4 separate regions of the Mus musculus genome follow, and regions 2, 3 and 4 are each linked to region 1. A link is a contact called in public promoter capture Hi-C data. All regions are on one chromosome and are shown on one strand. Each heading gives the region's core, a stretch centred on a gene start, on an enhancer-like site or on the middle of the called end of the contact. The rest is flanking DNA. Distances are from core to core; before and after follow the strand shown. Region 1 holds the start of Ltbr (lymphotoxin B receptor). Region 2 holds the start of Kcna5 (potassium voltage-gated channel, shaker-related subfamily, member 5). Region 3 holds the start of Kcna6 (potassium voltage-gated channel, shaker-related, subfamily, member 6). Region 4 holds the start of D6Wsu163e (DNA segment, Chr 6, Wayne State University 163, expressed).

Region 1 (4,512 bases), core at 1,412-3,911:
TGGTTTAGAGTGATCCACTCACACCAATTCTCTTTGGGAATTACTCATAGGCTGTGGGGAAAAGGGTGTTTCCGCAACCCCTTCGGAGGGAGGCCTGGGAGAAGAGCCCTTCACACCTTCTGGGAGTCTGAGGGCACTCAGTTCTGGTCTGGTATTGCCCAGTGGACATTGATGAAAGTTTCTGGAAGCTGGTAAAAAGTCCAAGTAACAAAGACAATGCTGTGCTCACTAAGAATTTGAAGATTTCTCATCCGGAGTCTCCATCCCCCAGAAGAAGGTTGGAGAGGTATTATAGTAACCATTTTGTATTGTCTGCCCGAAGTCTCCGTAGGCTGCCAGGAGGTGGGTCGGGTCTCCCCACCTTTCTGAGTCCTGTCACAGAACGTGCCCACACTCCTATACTCACTGCATAAATAGACAAATAAACAGGTGAAAAAAGTCAATGAGACCCCACTAATCTACATGTGAAAACTCACAAACTTTAAAATCCACACTAAAGGTAGCCAACACCTTTAATAGCAGAGCTTGGGAGGCAGAGGAAGGCAGATCTCTGAGTTCAAGCCCAGCCCAGACTACAGAGGGAGTTCCAGGTTAGCCAGAGCTACACAGAGAAACCTTGTCTTGGGGGGAGAATGATGTGAAAAAAAAAGACAGGTCACAAGTGAAAGCTAAGTAAGACAACATGGAGGCTCCTAATTCTCTCTCTCTCTCTCTCTCTCTCTCTCTCTTTCTCTCTCTCTGAATAGTACATGTGAATTTTCCCTAATAAAACATTAAAAAAAAAAAAAAGAAATAGTGAAATGTATCTAGGGCCGCTCCCCACCCACCCGTTCCTTTATGCTGTTAAGAGATCCAAGTGAGTCAAGCCCCTGCCCCAACTCCCTGAGCCCAGAAGGAAGAGAAATCAGAGGTCTGCTATTCAGTATCTCTACCACTGCCAGGGAACCTGGGACAATTGAGACAGACAGGTACCAGCAGAGTGGAGCTGCTGGGCCAGCACCCAGGGAGGGGACAGCACAGAGTGACTATCAAGAGCCCAGGCAGCAGTTAAGAGCATCAACTGCTCTTCTGAAGGTCCTGAGTTCAATTCCCAGCAACCACGTGGTGGCTCATAACCACCACTAAGGAGATCTGACTCCCTCTTCTGGAGTGTCTGATGATAGCTACAGTGTACTTACATATAATAATAAATAAATCTTTTTTTTAAAAAAAGTATACACTTAAAAAAAAAAAGCCCAGGCAAGTTCCCCCCCACCCCGCCCCGCTCTGTTCCCCCCTCTCCCCAGGTCTTCTCTAAAACTCAATCCCTTGCCAGCATTTCGAGGCTCCACCGAAAGCCTGTCTGGATATCTGATCCACCATGGAAAAGGTCAGTTCTCAGGTGAGCTATTGCAAGAGAAGGCTTTCCCTCATTCCAAATGAGAGTCCAACCCCACCCCCCACCCCCGAGTCACAAGGGAGGCAGGACAGATGTTGCCATGGGCTGGGATCTGAAAATCAGATCTGGACTGCAGTTAAGTTCTTCCAGAGTGGCTAAGCGGTGTGGACAGCCTTCATTTACACAACGAATATGTACCTGGCCAGTGGCATAAGCCAGATCATGCTAGACTCCGTGAGCCTAGACTAAATAGCCAAACCAGGCCACGGGCCAGCCAATAGCCTAGTAAGGAGCACAGGGCAGACATTAGGGTTCCTTGGGGGCTCCATGGCTGTTTTCTTAATAGAAATTTAGAGGGGTGTGTGTGTGAAGGGGGCTGGGGGGGGGGGTTGGGAATCAGTAGACGTGGGAAAAAGGGGTGTCACATACTTCCAGCAGCTCTGGGCTATTAATGGCAGGAAGAAAAGGCCCACCAGGCTTAACGATCTTGGAACCCTGTGCACCGCTGCCTGGCACCCTGGGCAGGTCTTCTCTAGAAAGTAAGGTACCTACACTGGCTGGGCTCTCAGGTCCCTCGGTTTAAGAGAGTTATAGGCTTATGTGCACACACGCTGGAACTAGGCTACCCAGCCCCAGCCCAGAAGCCCCCACTCACCAGGACCTGGGTTTACACACGCCCACCCTTCCGTGAGAGAGGTCCCAGAGGAGAGGACAGATTCAGGGCCAGCTGAACTCTCTCCAGTGTCTTGTGGTGTGCGCCCTGGTGTGTGGCGTGGGTGGGCTTGTTACTGTGGAAGCTTCTTTTTAAAAAGTCACAGAGTGGAGCAGGCCCTCAGTCTCTGCCAAGTGGGATGCCTGGCCAGACGCTGGCTGCATCTGCTAACCACCTCTGGGTATCCTGGCTGGGTGCACTGTCAATCCCTGGCGCCTCCTCTTTGCAAATCTGACACCCAGCTGTCCACAGCTCTCTGCCTCAACGTCCACGGCAGGTCAACCAAGTCAGCTCTGCCTCGGGCTCTCGGAGGTGGGCCTGACTGATGGCTAGCCACTGTCTCTGCTGCCCCCCTTTCGGCCAGCAAGCGATCCTAATCCGCAATCCCCTCTGAGAGCCAGGCTTCCGAAGAAAGGTGGAGGCCGGGTTCCGGGCCTGCAGCTCTCACGTGCTTTCCCGGCCACCCCCTCCCGCCCTGCGTCGAGGCGGCCAAGCCTGTTCCTCTTCCCCCCCCCCGTCGCGATTGCGACAGGCCGGCCTCTGCTCCCAGGGCTCCCTGCCCCCGCCCCCGGCCGGCTCGCTCCACTCCCACTTCCTGAGCCCGGCGCTGGAGCCCTGGAGGCCAGGCCCGGCCGCTCCCGGCCCCCGGGGGCACGTCGGCCCAGCCGCCAGGCTTGGGAAGTCGTGGCCAACGCTGCTCAGGACGTCCGGGCTTCCCACCTTCCTCCTAGGACTCCACCCGGTCTGGTCAGCCGAGCCGAAAGGCCGCCATGCGCCTGCCCCGGGCCTCCTCTCCCTGCGGCCTGGCCTGGGGGCCACTCCTGCTGGGACTCAGCGGGCTTCTGGTGGCCTCTCAGCCCCAGCTGGTGAGGGAGGGGCTAGGTGGGATGGACCAGGTTTCTCTCTAGCCCTTCTGCCCTCCAGAGCTGACCCTGCCTCATTCTTCTCTTTCTCCGCCTCCTCTGGAAGGTGCCCCCTTATCGCATAGAAAACCAGACTTGCTGGGACCAGGACAAGGAATACTACGAGCCCATGCACGACGTCTGCTGCTCCCGCTGTCCCCCAGGTGAGAACAGTGGCTCCAAGTGGCTTGGGTGGTAGAGGTGAGCCAGAATGAGCCAGCACTGCTAAAACTAGCCAGGAAGGAGAGTCTACGAAGCATTAGCATTGTCCCACGGACACTGAGATTTGAAGAGGTAGCGGCATGTAGCCATGAAGACAGGATGGGGACAAAGAGACCAAGGAGAGGCTCCGAGGCATGCAGCAAGCAGAGGCAGCGGACGCAGAGATGGACTTCTTGTCTCCTGATAACCCTCTTTCCCCATTCGCCTCATAGGCGAGTTTGTCTTTGCGGTATGCAGCCGCAGCCAAGACACGGTTTGCAAGACTTGCCCCCATAATTCCTATAATGAACACTGGAACCATCTCTCCACCTGCCAGCTGTGCCGCCCCTGTGACATTGGTAAGTGGGGACTCATCTGGATCTGCATGATGGGTACGACTGGGAGGGCCAGCTCCTCTCTGACTCTTCCCTCTCCCTGACAGTGCTGGGCTTTGAGGAGGTTGCCCCTTGCACCAGCGATCGGAAAGCCGAGTGCCGCTGTCAGCCGGGGATGTCCTGTGTGTATCTGGACAATGAGTGTGTGCACTGTGAGGAGGAGCGGCTTGTACTCTGCCAGCCTGGCACAGAAGCCGAGGTCACAGGTCAGAGGTCACTGAGGGCAGCCAGTAAAGGGAGGCTGGGCATCAAGGGCAAGGAACGTGATACTGTGCGCATGGTGCTTCTCCCCACTGGTACTGTGAGTGTGGTACCTCTGCCCACTGGGAGAACCATAAAGAATCTATCAGTCCTTGAAAAAGGCTCACAGGAGGGGGTCTGCCAAGACATGAACTGGTATGAGGAGCTTAGAAGGTAGCTCCCTCCTGTCAGCCCTGGGGAAGCTTGGGCAAAACGGCAGGCTGCAAAGCCAAGCTTGGGAAAGGTAGCAACTACAGAGCAGAATGGTTGGCAAAGAGGGGACGTAAAGGAAGGCCACCGAGTCCTCACACTTACCCACTCACCCCCACTGGCCTGCCTTTCTTTTGCCAGATGAAATTATGGATACTGACGTCAACTGTGTCCCCTGTAAGCCGGGACACTTCCAGAACACTTCCTCCCCTCGAGCCCGCTGTCAACCCCATACCAGGTGAGAGGGCCCTTCCCCCACTCACCTCCAGGAAACCCAAGGGTTGTCATCTCCTCCATCCTTGACTTCCGGCCATCCCGACCATGTGTTCCTGGAGCCAGTCACCAAGGGGAGCAGGGAGAAGCTCACAGTCTTGTTTCTCCACAGATGTGAGATCCAGGGCCTGGTGGAGGCAGCTCCAGGTACCTCCTACTCGGATACCATCTGTAAAAATCCCCCAGAGCCAGGTAAGACAC
Region 2 (4,485 bases), core at 794-3,293, 1.2 Mb before region 1:
TTCTCAAAGGTCCCAGCTCCTGAGAACTCTCCCCCCTAGGGAGCTCAAGGGTGGCCCACCTGAATCAATATCCATCTTCCTTCGTATGCACAAGATGTATCATTCCATGATAAGATATAAGGCAACACATCTCTAACCTCACCCACCATGATCCCAGCATGGAGCCACCTAACTCACTGCAGGTTTTAGGCAGTAGTGGAAAACTTGCCTAGTATGTATCAGGTCCTAGGTTAGATCCTCAACTCCTTAGTAAATGAAGAATTAATAAACCATGGCACTGTGGAGTGGCGAGTGCAATGTCGTAACGCTGGCTGCTGACACCCCCTCATGTCACCTGTCACATCCACACTCAATCCTCATCCTTGCATCTCTGCTAACACCATTTACATGAAGTCACATGCAGCCAAATGTCTGCACACACCCACTTCCCAGCAACCTTCTTGTACAAATCCACTAATGAAGTCACATCCTCTGCATTTCCAGAGGCAACGCAAGTTTGTGTGGCCTTTGCTGTTTCAACAAACTTTGCCTCAAGTTTCCAAAGCACCTGTATTTGTAGACTCATTCACAGACAATAGGTGGTGACATCCCTGGAGTAGAATCTCAAACAATATGCAGGAAAAGAAAATAGACAATATAATCAGACACTCTGAATTACAGCAACTTTCCAGCAATGTAAAAACAAAAAACATCTGGAGGAAGCTGTATCTAGAATTGGCTGACAGACCTTGAAAAATCCTCCCCTTGGCTTTTGGAGACCACAACAGCCTCAGAGACTAAAGACAAGGGCAGAGTGTAGAGAGGGACCCTGGCATCCCAGCCTAGAACCCAATCTTTATCTTACTCATTCTTCTGCCTCCTGCAATGGAAGAAGGGCCTCAGGCCAGATGTGGGGAGGGGAGAAAGAAGCGAGCTCCCTAAACCCAGCAACTTGGGTTTGAATTGCAGCGTTGATACTTTCTAGTTCTGTGGCCTCCATATACAATGTAGTCAAGTTCTGTGGCCTCCATATACAATGTAGTCAATCTATCTGTGCCTGAGTTTCTTTGTATGTTGAAGGTAGTCCTAGTACTTACAAAGTAAGCTGATGCAAAAACACACAAGTCCAGAATGATCTGGACATACTAGCAATAAATAAGTCCCTCTGCCTCCTCTTTACACAGGTTTCTATGCAGTCGCTAGCTTAGAGCTTTCCCGTGCACAATTATTCTCCACCAGGATTTATTCTCTTTTCTCACTGTGCATTTTACAAAAAGAGGATTAGGTGAGGAGGCTGGAGGGATGGCGAAGAATGCAGAGGCAGGAGACCAGACAGCTTCTCTCTCAGTTGAGACTCCTCCTGGCTCCATACTAGCAGATCAAATCACCAATGTCTGGATGATGAAAAGCAGGCTTAAGGGGGTGCTGTGAGGTCTCAGTCTCATACCTTCCAATGGATCTGTAGATAGACTGGAAGAGTTCCAGAGTACACACACACACACACACACACACACACACACACACACACACACACAGCTCGCTGCTCCCCTGCAGTGTCATTTTTCCCAAAGAGAGAGGCTGTTAATCTATAAAGCATTGGTTTTGCAACCTGTGGTTCACAATCCTTTTGGCAAACCTCTATTTCCAATAATATTTACATTACACTTCAGTAACAAATTCCATTTATGTTATGATAACAATAGTAAAATCACAGTTATGAAGTAGCAACAAAAATAAATTTACCGTTGTGGGGTTCACCACAACATGAGGAACAGTGTTAAAGGTTGCAGCAGCATTAGCAAGGTTGAGAAGCACTGCTCTAAAAGAAAAACACCCAGAGCACTCTCTTCTCCACTCACTGGAACTCAGCTACAAGCCTTCCCCTTGCATCTAAAGCAGTTCCCACCCCCTGGAGTCCCCTTTCCGCTTTCTGTGCATTCCCAGGTGATCTGAGATCCTGAAGCTATTCTCATCCTGTTGCCCTGGGAGTTTTCAGCGCTCCTGGTACAACCTGTTCCTCGCTCCTCAGGCTCTTTTCCTCCTCCCCTTCCTGTCCTTGCTGCTGGGGCCCCAGCTGAACCCTCCAGAGAGACACTCTCTGACTCCGTCCCCAGAGGAGAAACAGGAGGGGGAGGAGGAGAGGAGGGAGCCACAGAGGGCGGAGGCCGGGGAGCTCAGCCAGAGAGGGGCTGCTGGAGGTTGCATCTGCTGGAAGGAGGTTTTTCTGCTGCCTGGTAACCAGCTGCCAGAACACTGAGAGGGAGAGAGAGAGGCAGGGAGCAGGGGCAGCAGCTTCTTGACGTCAGGACCAGCCAAGGGGATCCAGCCAGCTACCCCAGCCAGCCTAGAGCCAGCGGGGGCCCTCGGCTGAAGAGGAAACCGCGAGGCGCGGAGCGTGAGTTGGGGTGTGGGAACCGGTTGTCTGGGGGCGCAGCATGCCCCTTGCCCCCGGGCCATGGAGATCTCCCTGGTGCCCATGGAGAACGGCAGTGCCATGACCCTCAGAGGAGGAGGGGAGGCAGGGGCAAGCTGTGTGCAGAGCCCCAGGGGAGAGTGTGGGTGCCCTCCGACGGCTGGACTCAATAATCAGTCCAAAGAAACATCACCGAGGAGGCGCGCCACACACGAGGATGCGGGCCAGGGTGGGAGGCCTTTGCCCCCTATGCCTCAGGAGCTGCCACAGCCTAGAAGGCCATCTGCTGAGGATGAGGAGGGAGAAGGCGACCCTGGCCTGGGCACAGTGGAGGAGGACCAGGCTCCTCAGGACTCAGGATCACTCCATCACCAGCGGGTCCTCATAAACATCTCGGGTTTGCGCTTTGAGACGCAGCTGGGCACCCTGGCGCAGTTTCCCAACACCCTCCTGGGGGACCCAGTCAAACGCCTGCGCTACTTCGATCCCTTGAGAAATGAGTACTTCTTCGACCGCAACCGGCCTAGCTTCGATGGCATTTTGTACTACTACCAGTCTGGGGGCCGCCTGCGCAGGCCGGTCAATGTCTCCCTGGATGTGTTTGCAGATGAGATCCGCTTTTACCAGCTGGGGGACGAGGCCATGGAGCGCTTCCGGGAGGATGAAGGCTTCATCAAGGAAGAGGAGAAGCCCCTGCCCCGCAATGAGTTCCAGCGCCAGGTGTGGCTTATCTTCGAATACCCAGAAAGCTCTGGGTCAGCAAGAGCCATTGCCATCGTGTCGGTCTTGGTCATTCTCATCTCTATCATCACCTTCTGCTTGGAGACTCTGCCTGAGTTCAGGGATGAACGGGAGCTGTTACGCCACCCCCCAGTGCCGCCGCAGCCCCCAGCCCCTGCCCCAGGGGCAAATGGCAGTGGCTCTGGTGTCCTTTCCTCTGGCCCCACAGTGGCTCCGCTCCTGCCTAGGACACTGGCTGACCCATTCTTCATCGTGGAGACCACATGTGTGATCTGGTTCACTTTTGAGCTGCTTGTGCGTTTCTTTGCTTGCCCCAGCAAGGCAGAATTCTCTCGGAATATTATGAACATCATTGATATTGTGGCCATCTTCCCCTACTTTATCACCCTGGGCACCGAGCTGGCAGAGCAACAACCAGGGGGTGGTGGTCAGAATGGGCAGCAGGCCATGTCCCTAGCCATCCTCAGGGTGATCCGCCTGGTCCGGGTGTTCCGAATCTTCAAGCTCTCCCGCCACTCCAAGGGACTGCAGATCCTGGGTAAGACCTTACAGGCGTCCATGCGGGAGCTCGGGCTGCTCATCTTCTTCCTCTTCATCGGAGTCATCCTCTTCTCCAGCGCTGTCTACTTCGCAGAGGCAGACAATCAGGGGTCGCACTTCTCCAGTATCCCGGATGCATTCTGGTGGGCAGTAGTCACTATGACCACTGTAGGCTACGGGGACATGAGGCCCATCACTGTAGGGGGCAAGATTGTGGGCTCACTGTGCGCCATAGCTGGGGTCCTCACCATTGCTCTGCCTGTGCCCGTCATCGTCTCCAATTTTAATTACTTCTATCATCGGGAGACAGACCACGAGGAGCAGGCTGCCCTGAAGGAAGAGCAAGGCATCCAGAGGCGGGAGTCTGGGCTGGACACAGGAGGTCAACGGAAGGTCAGCTGCAGCAAGGCCTCCTTCTGCAAGACTGGGGGACCCCTGGAGAGTACTGACAGTATCAGAAGGGGTAGCTGTCCTCTAGAAAAGTGTCACCTAAAGGCCAAGAGCAACGTGGACCTGCGAAGGTCTCTGTATGCCCTCTGTCTGGACACTAGCCGGGAAACAGATTTGTAAAGAGAGATCAAGGCAGACTTGCAACAGCAGAGCTGGGAACCGGTTCCTCTTGAGCTTGCTTATCTGCTTTACACCATAGAGTATTTAAGCCCACCTGGTCACCCATCAAAGTCCGGATCCTGTCTTTCCCCGTTTACCCTTCCCACCCTCCTGCCCTCTAACTTCCCCATCCCCCCCCCTTTCCATAACACCAAGGGTCACCTATTTTTAAAAAGTATCGCATTCCATGACGCAGGAGCCGT
Region 3 (4,170 bases), core at 693-3,192, 1.4 Mb before region 1:
TGTGGAATGGCAGAGAGTGACAGCCAGTTTAACAGGAGTATTCAAATGGGTATCTGCAGTCATGCTAAAGCCCGGTCCATCTTCTAGAAGAATGCAATTTCTTCTCATATTTTGCTTCAATACGGACCTCATCAACATCCCATTTCTGGAAGAGGGGCTATGAAGACAACAGACATGCAAATGAATAAGTCACGATAAACCTCAAAAAACAAACCTCAAAGAATCAGGAGCAAGTCAATTTGCAACCCAGGAAATCCTCGTGGAGCACAGGACAGGGTGAGAGTGTGTCTTCTATACTGTGCTTGTTGTTGCTTTATTTTATTTTTTCCTTTGAGTGGAGTAACTTTTGTGTGATGTCTAAATTGCTTAATTACATAGCCTGCAAATGGGAAAACTATCGACTGGGTAAATGCAGCAGACTTGCTCTCTCACCCTTCACTGAACTGTGCATGCGAGGGGAAGGAATGGAAACCAAGTCAAACATAAGAGAGGCAGAGGTTGAGGCTAGGAGACCTGGGGAGGGACAGGCGGGAGCCCAAGCTTCCATGTGTGATGAAGTCAGCATCATCTCCACTCGATTTCCTCCCTACAGGTCCAAGAACTCTGGTTTCCTCCCCTGCCTCATCCCTCTGGGAGCACCTGCTGTGAAAACTGCTGTGGTTTAAAAACAGTCTGTCTAGATCGTATGGCTAAAAACCCATACATGCATCTCATGGCTTGAGAGAATCTTATGTGCCATTACTGTCCTTATCCTACGGACGCTCTTTCTTATGAAGAAACACTGGCCGTTGCCAGCCAATCAACTGTGGCCACGGCAAGTCAAGAGCAAGCTACCTGGTAGTCTGAAACCAGGTGCACCATCCAGCGACTTCATCCACGTGATCTAGGGAGGAAGCCTTTGGGAGAATGGATGGAAAATCTTTTTGGCATTCTAAGAGAGGCAGAGTAGTTTGTCCCATTCAAATCCTACCAAATGAGACTCTATGGCCTAGAAGGGGAGGCCATCTTTCTGGTAAAGCAACTAAAATGTGTTTATTAGATGCTCATCACACATAGCTACATTGTTTATTGACACTTTGACTACCTCCTTTTTGTTTTTCCTTTCCTCCCTTTTCTTGACACAGATAAGTATAAATTGCAGAATCTTTTTATTTACTTTTTTCTTTTCTTCTTTTTTTCTCCAAAGGAGGCGTGAAGCAAAGATTCTTGGCTGCTATTCCTTGTATATAGTGTTTCTTCAATATCATAGTCTTCTGGTGCTTTTTCATGGAGATGATGGTGGACGTCTTCAGGACTCCATGAGAGCACTGGGCACGGGCAGGCTTTTCCTCCCCTCTTACTATCACTGCGCCTTGAAAGAGAGCTGCAGCCTTGCCTTTCCAGGTTGCAAAAGTGAGAGTCTGATGGGGAATTAACATTGGGACACAGCCTAAATGGAAAGCTCTCAAGACATTTAAAAATACTTCATCTTCCCCCCCCCCCCAGGAGAGGTTGAAAATGGCAAACATGTCTTCATGGATATAAAAAACATGGATTTTTCCCTCTCCTGTCCCCCCCCGACCCCCCCAAGTAAATAGCTGTGGAGGGGTCAGGTGCTGTGTATAGCTTATTGGGCAGGGGTGTGTTGTGGGCCAGCGTATGTGATTTCTTTTTGCTGAAATACACTGAGCAGGTCAGCTCGGTGAACAGAAACGAGAAGAGATGACTATGGAGAGATGGAGTGGGTGTGTTATTAGGATACTGCGGCTTGGTTGGGGTGGGGGTGGGGGCGTGCGTGTGAATGTGAGAAAGCAAGAGGCATGCCAGGAGAGCGCGGGAAAGATTACTGGGGAGGCAAGTATACACATCTCTCCCCAGCATCCAGGCTTGCTGCAGCCCCTGACTGGGTAAGGGGTGTGATGTGAGAGTGGGGTGGGCAGCAGGCGGGGCCTGCCACGTCACTTGGAGAGTGTGTTAAGGAGGAAGGGCAGAGCTGAGAGCTGAGCCTGCTGCTGCTGTTGCTGCTGCTGCTGCTGCTGCTGCTGCTGTTGCTGCTGCTGGGGCTGCTGCGGGTGCAGGCAAGGCTTGAAGCGGTGGGGAGGTGGGTCTCCGCGCTTCGGCGCCCGGGAAGGCCCAGGGCGATTCCGAGGCCTCTAGAACAGCTAGCTCCTGGGGAAGAAGGTGGCGGCTGCAATCGCGACCTTGGCCAGACCTAGTTCGGTGGTGGACGTAGGGCGGAGGCGGAGGCCGAGCCCGGGCAGGAGTCTTTGGTGAGCCAGAGGGAGGCGCATCTGGCGCTTAGGTACCAGCGGCAACCCAGAGTCGTGTGCAGCTGGAGAAGCGCAGTAGGACCTGGTGAGAGCCAGCAGGTCTGGAGGGCGGACCTGTGGGTCCTGAGCCCAGTTTTAGGCACCATCGAGAGCTAAGCCACGCGTCTTTTCGGGCAGCCAGTTTCACGCGCGCGACAGTTTGCGGGTTCCAGGCATCTCAGAAATCCTGAGCACGGAGGCGCGGCTATTGAGAGCCAGAGCCACTTCCCAGACCTAGCCTGGCAGAGGGACCAGCTGCAGGGCTCACCGACCTAACCGCCAGGTCAGAGCACGGGCCCCACCCTAAAGGAGGGCACAGCCGAAGCTGTGAAGCGGGTGCCGCTCTCTGGAGCTCGTGTCGTGGGCGCCGTCCTAGTGGCGGGGAGCGCACCGCCGAGGTGACATGAGATCGGAGAAATCCCTGACGCTGGCGGCGCCGGGGGAGGTCCGTGGGCCGGAGGGGGAGCAACAGGATGCGGGTGAGTTCCAGGAGGCCGAGGGCGGCGGCGGCTGCTGTAGTAGTGAGAGGTTGGTGATCAACATCTCCGGGCTGCGCTTCGAGACGCAGCTGCGCACCCTGTCGCTGTTCCCTGACACGCTGCTAGGAGACCCTGGCCGCAGAGTCCGTTTCTTTGACCCCTTGAGGAACGAGTACTTCTTTGACCGCAACCGACCCAGCTTCGACGCTATCCTTTATTACTATCAATCTGGAGGTCGCCTGCGCAGGCCTGTTAATGTGCCCCTGGACATTTTTATGGAAGAGATCCGCTTCTATCAGTTGGGAGAGGAAGCCCTGGCGGCCTTCCGGGAGGATGAGGGTTGCCTGCCCGAAGGTGGCGAGGATGAGAAACCACTCCCCTCCCAGCCTTTCCAGCGACAGGTCTGGCTTCTCTTTGAGTACCCGGAGAGTTCCGGGCCCGCCCGAGGCATCGCCATCGTCTCAGTATTGGTCATCCTCATCTCCATCGTCATCTTTTGCCTGGAGACCTTGCCTCAATTCCGTGCAGATGGGCGCGGTGGAAGCAACGAGGGTAGTGGGACCCGCTTGTCTCCGGCCTCCAGGAGCCACGAGGAAGAAGATGAGGATGAAGATTCCTATGCATTTCCTGGTAGCATTCCCTCTGGGGGGTTGGGGACTGGAGGAACATCTTCACTTAGTACTCTCGGGGGTTCTTTCTTCACAGACCCCTTCTTCTTGGTGGAAACTCTGTGTATCGTCTGGTTCACGTTTGAGCTCCTGGTGCGCTTCTCTGCCTGTCCCAGCAAGGCGGCCTTCTTTCGCAATATCATGAACATCATTGACTTGGTGGCCATTTTCCCCTACTTTATCACCTTGGGCACCGAGCTAGTGCAACGTCACGAGCAGCAGTCTGTGAGTGGTGGCAGTGGTCAGAATGGGCAGCAGGCCATGTCCCTAGCCATCCTCAGGGTGATCCGCCTGGTCCGGGTGTTCCGAATCTTCAAGCTCTCCCGCCATTCCAAGGGGCTGCAGATCCTGGGTAAGACCTTACAGGCGTCCATGCGGGAGCTCGGGCTGCTCATCTTCTTCCTCTTCATCGGAGTCATCCTCTTTTCCAGCGCTGTCTACTTCGCAGAGGCTGATGATGTTGACTCGCTCTTCCCTAGCATCCCAGATGCCTTCTGGTGGGCTGTGGTTACAATGACCACGGTAGGTTATGGGGACATGTACCCCATGACGGTAGGGGGCAAGATTGTGGGCTCACTGTGCGCCATTGCTGGGGTCCTCACCATTGCATTACCGGTACCGGTCATTGTCTCCAATTTCAACTACTTCTACCACCGAGAGACGGAGCAGGAGGAGCAAGGCCAGTATACCCACGTCACTTGTGGGCAGCCCACTCCGGACTTGAAGGCAACGGAC
Region 4 (4,315 bases), core at 1,654-4,153, 1.6 Mb before region 1:
GCACTCACTGGCAGTGGGCAGCACTCACTGGCAGTAGGCAGCTCCGTGGCAGTGGGCAGCACTCACTGGCAGTGGGCAGCACTCACTGGCAGTGGGCAGCACTCACTGGCAGTGGGCAGCTCAGTGGCATGGGCGGTGCAAAGCAAGCTTTGAGCTCCTTCAATCCACCATACTGCTGGCTTTGAATTAACATTTGGTCACTTGTGCTGAAAACCTCTTCAGGTTGACATGTTCATCATGAGCCCGACACTCACTCAGTTGTGCAGACTCATGGGTCACATCCCAAGTTCAAAAATCTGTGCTCTACCAAGAAACATCTAACAATAGAGACTATGGAGAAACAAAAGGAGGTCCGTCCTCACCACTCTCTATGAAGCAAGGCAAGCTGTGCAGCAGCATCAGACGTCCATGCAGATGACTGGCATTCTCCTCCACAGGAAACCTGAGGGGCACTCTCAGCTCTAAGCGCTCACGTCCTACCTGGAACTTGTACACAAATTCCCTTTCCTTGTTGCAGAACCTTTCTCGGTTTTTCTTCATATTCTTCAGCAGGGTTTCTGTAGGATGAGCCAAAGAACCATGAGTCAAACGGCCACAGGACACCTCTAAAACACAGCCCATCCCTCAGAGACTGTACCCCACCCCACCCCGCCCCCATGCGATGCTGAACCAACGACTCCAGTCTTCATTTTCCTTCCATTTTATTAGAGAGGATGTCTCACTGTGCATCTTGGGGTGACTTAGGACTACGTATCCTAGGATGATGTCAGACATTTGATTCTCCTGTCTCAGCACACCCCACCCTAAGTGCTGATATTAAAGGTGTGCACCACCACAACCAGTCTATTATAGTGTTTCCTGCTTATTCCTGCACATTCATCTTCGTGACAAAAACCAAATGCTGCTTCTTCCTTTTTTTTTAAAATGAAAAGTTATTTTAAAGTTAATTTCAGAGCAAACAATATGCTCAAGAAGTACTTTTACTCCTAGGGAAGAATAACAAGTAGTTAATACAAGGGAAGGTACAGAGTGGGGGGGGGGCAAGAGGAAATGCTGGAGGAGGGACGGGTTGGGGGTCTGTAAGTGTACAGCTAGCTTACGGAACTCATACAAGTGGCCAAACACAACGGAGACCCAGTGGTAGCTTGAAGATGTTTGATGTTGAAGGTCAGGAGATGTATCAGAAAAAGGATATGGGAACACAAGAAAGATCTCCAAGTAGGAAGCACGGGCACAGAACAGACCACACAGGATGCTGCCCAAGGCACACTGAACACTACTCAGAGAAAAGAAAATGCAGTAAAGACAGTAGGAGTCGAGGTCCCTTAAAGAGCTAGCCATCAGTCTATGTATACACACATATATGTACATATATATGTATGCATTTATATATATATATATATATATATATATATATATATATATATATATGAACTCCCAGGACAGTAGAGATTGTTGTCATTGTTCTTGGTCGTCCATAAAAACTAGATGATAAACTCTGTTGTTAAAGACACTGCACAGCTCAATTGATGATATAAAAAAGCCAAGCTGGAACTCTGCTGGAAGCTTCCTCTTTGCTGGCTATCTTTTATGGTCCTTGAAGATACTAAGGAGGCTGCTATAAGAGAAATTTCATTACTGGTCCAACCCAGCTGTGGACTCTATGAACTCTACTAACCTGCCAGGCAAGACATGCTCATCTGGGCACTAGGGTACCATTATGAGGGTATCCAATTTGCTCTGACTGGATTTGAGGTCAGCTCTATAGGAGCATACCCCTGCCTGGCACTATGATTCCTGTTGGAAACCCATAGCAGGGAAGATGATGGGCCCTGGGGGGGAACATAAATACTGTTGTTCAGTTAAATGGACACTGTCAAACCACCATGTCTATACCCACGACAAGTGCTACTCCCAGACTTAATCAGAGAATTGTCTCTTTCCAGTGAACTATAATGAATGTACAGACTCCAGGTGCCACAAGGTGAGAACATGTGATGGATGGGGACTCGGCCCTAAACAAGGCATTTATACCACCTCTGTGAAGGTTCAAGGAACACTGCAGAATAGGAAGTGGAAAAATAGAGGAACCAGATCATAGAGAGGAAGACAAAATGCCACCTTCTGACAAGACGCTGCCATTACAGCAGTAAACTCACTGCAGTGTCAGAGGTCTGCATAAGATTAGCCTCAGCAGCAGCAGAGGGAAGAGAGAAGACGACTCAGAATGACCCATGTGTCATTAAGGAACTGTTTTCTATGGGCAGATTCAGGAAAAGGGAAGTTATTTTTCAGTTGTGTGCCCACGGGTGCCCCCACCAGGCTCCAATGAGTAGTCGCAATTCAATAGTCTGGTCTAATTAAGATATAGGGTCACAAAAACAAACAAAACCAAACCAAAACAAAAAAAACCCAACGACATGAATCTAGAAAGGGGACTGGTGGAAATGCAGAGATTAGAGGGATGGGCAAGTTAGTAGGGACAGGTGCGACATAAGGTGAGACAGTAATTAGAATACATTGTAACATGAAACAGAACAAAACCAATAAAAACACACGTTTTCATGTTACTCTTTGTTCCTGTGGTCTGTTGCTCTCAGGATACAATTCATCGTAATCCAGTTTACGTCTCCGAATTCTCTGGGTGTGCCTACACCCTGTCAGAGCAACATGCAAAACGACAAGCCTAGTTGACCACAAACACTGAACTGGCAATGGCAAGCTGCACTCCAGCACTTTAGATGGCCCTTAGAAGACTCCTTCTGTTCTTTAAGTCTGTACCAGATACCGTCATTGGGTCCTCCACACTGAAGGGGCTTCTTCGCTGTGGGCTCGAACTCACCTCTCTCATCAGACACCAAAGCACACTTGGAGCTGTCAACGCAGAACTGCCCAAATAAGTCAGCTGACTTCTTGCTTTTTTTTTTTTAACCTCCAATAGATCCACTTTGGCAGATTCGGAACTCATGTTTCTCTTTCCTCAAGCGCCAAGGAAAACGCCTATCCAAGACCCCCTTTGTTCCAGTTATTTTTAAGTTAGTCATTCTAAATATTGGAGGCGTGTCGCTATTTTTATATTGTATTTTAGACTCGGTACCAAATCGCAATTGTGACGAAAGTGCAGTATCAAAACAAAAGCTAAGTCTGAGCAGACAGGATCCAGGATGGCGTGCCCGGGCCACGGTGTGTGTGCGCAGGCGCCCTCTCTTCAGCACGCAGGCGCCGCCTCAGGCAGGCGAGCGGTGATTGGCGGGCTGGCGCAGCGGGGCGTGGAGCGCGACGTCTGGTTTTCGGCGGGAATTGAAACCGCCACAGCTGCTCCCCAGCTCCAGAGCACTGCTGCTCTAGGCAGGGCACCATGGTGCGTCCTATCAGGTGAGTGGTTGGTGACGTCCCGCGGGGCAGAGAGGAAGGACGGGGACGATGGGGGCCACTGTCATGCATGGTTGCGGGAGAGGACGAGATCCGACAGAGGGCAGCGCGATTGGGTGGGTGCTCGTCGCCAGTCTCCGGTGAGAGCCACCCGCTGCTCAGAGGAGCCCGCCTGGCATCTCGCTTGCCGCCCCTCGGCCTCCTTCTGCAGCTGTCGCCCCTGAGTCACCCCACTCCAGAGGGACCTGGTAGGCTAGCATTTGAGTCGCGCTTAACGCGACAGCGAGCGACCGCGTTAAGTGGCTGTCATACGTTGAGCGATACAGAAAAAGCAGGTGTGCCTATTCCCTCAAATCCCTAGGCAGAGAGGCCCATTTAACTTCCAGCTCAAGCCGTGGTGCCCTGTCACATGACCCCCAGTTCCTATCTGCTTTCCTTTAGACTGTTGGAATCTCTCTGTGATCACAACCGGGATGCCAGGCTGGCCATCCATTTAGTAGAATGACTGAATATAGCTGAGACTATGGCCCAGTGGTCCAGTGATTGCCTAGCAGATGAGAGGCCCCCAGCTTCAAACCCCAGTCCTGCAAAACCAAACAACAATAAACTTAGTGAATTCTCCTAGGCCTGTATTGTACTAAGAGCTGGAGGCTACACTCTATTGGAAGAGGGGTGGGGAGAGATAAGGGGGAGTAACAAAATAAACACCACAATGTAACATAGGAGGAAGGAGAAAAGCCTTACTTTAAATCATATGAACGCGTTACCTAGGTAAAATGTAAGGGGCATTCACATGAAATAGGAGCCAAAGCCCAAGGTTCACCATGTTTGAGAAGCAGATTGAAGGTGTGGGATGAACAAGCATGTGGATGGATTGAGGACTGAGTCAGATAGATTACAAAGCAGTTGTAATCTATCTAAATCTATCTAAAGCAGCTTGTAG

Evidence for each region. Promoter capture Hi-C pulls out the DNA fragments that hold promoters and counts their contacts.
Region 2: a promoter capture Hi-C map of embryonic stem cells shows a contact between it and region 1, with 4 times the contacts expected there. The contact joins the promoter of Kcna5 here to the promoter of Ltbr in region 1. A contact is called at or near these places in 3 of 39 promoter capture datasets (embryonic stem cells and hippocampal neurons).
Region 3: a contact with region 1 is called in a promoter capture Hi-C map of cranial neural crest. The contact joins the promoter of Kcna6 here to the promoter of Ltbr in region 1. A contact is called at or near these places in 1 of 39 promoter capture datasets (cranial neural crest) and 1 of 9 other capture datasets (embryonic stem cells).
Region 4: a contact with region 1 is called in a promoter capture Hi-C map of embryonic stem cells, with 3 times the contacts expected there. The contact joins the promoter of D6Wsu163e here to the promoter of Ltbr in region 1. A contact is called at or near these places in 2 of 39 promoter capture datasets (the 3T3-L1 cell line and embryonic stem cells) and 1 of 115 datasets of contacts at active chromatin or transcription factors (astrocytes).

The regions. Positions count from the first base shown.
Region 1 is chr6:125,312,034-125,316,545 of GRCm38.p6, reverse strand. It overlaps Ltbr (lymphotoxin B receptor), which reads left to right and starts at 2,661. Exons shown (of 10, transcript NM_010736.4): 1 at 2,661-2,956; 2 at 3,060-3,156; 3 at 3,427-3,552; 4 at 3,636-3,794; 5 at 4,180-4,276; 6 at 4,424-4,503. The coding sequence starts at 2,861. It also overlaps a transcript of Scnn1a not described here.
Region 2 is chr6:126,533,113-126,537,597 of GRCm38.p6, reverse strand. Kcna5 (potassium voltage-gated channel, shaker-related subfamily, member 5) reads left to right here and starts at 2,043. Exons shown (of 1, transcript NM_145983.2): 1 at 2,043-4,485. The coding sequence starts at 2,435. The coding sequence ends at 4,243.
Region 3 is chr6:126,738,446-126,742,615 of GRCm38.p6, reverse strand. It overlaps Kcna6 (potassium voltage-gated channel, shaker-related, subfamily, member 6), which reads left to right and starts at 1,942. Exons shown (of 2, transcript NM_013568.6): 1 at 1,942-4,170. The coding sequence starts at 2,692. All of the region lies in intron 2 of Gm33581 (a long non-coding RNA gene), which reads right to left.
Region 4 is chr6:126,938,554-126,942,868 of GRCm38.p6, reverse strand. It overlaps D6Wsu163e (DNA segment, Chr 6, Wayne State University 163, expressed), which reads right to left and starts at 2,903. Exons shown (of 14, transcript NM_138594.3): 1 at 2,843-2,903; 2 at 363-557. The coding sequence starts at 540. It overlaps Rad51ap1 (RAD51 associated protein 1), which reads left to right and starts at 3,282. Exons shown (of 9, transcript NM_009013.4): 1 at 3,282-3,375. The coding sequence starts at 3,359.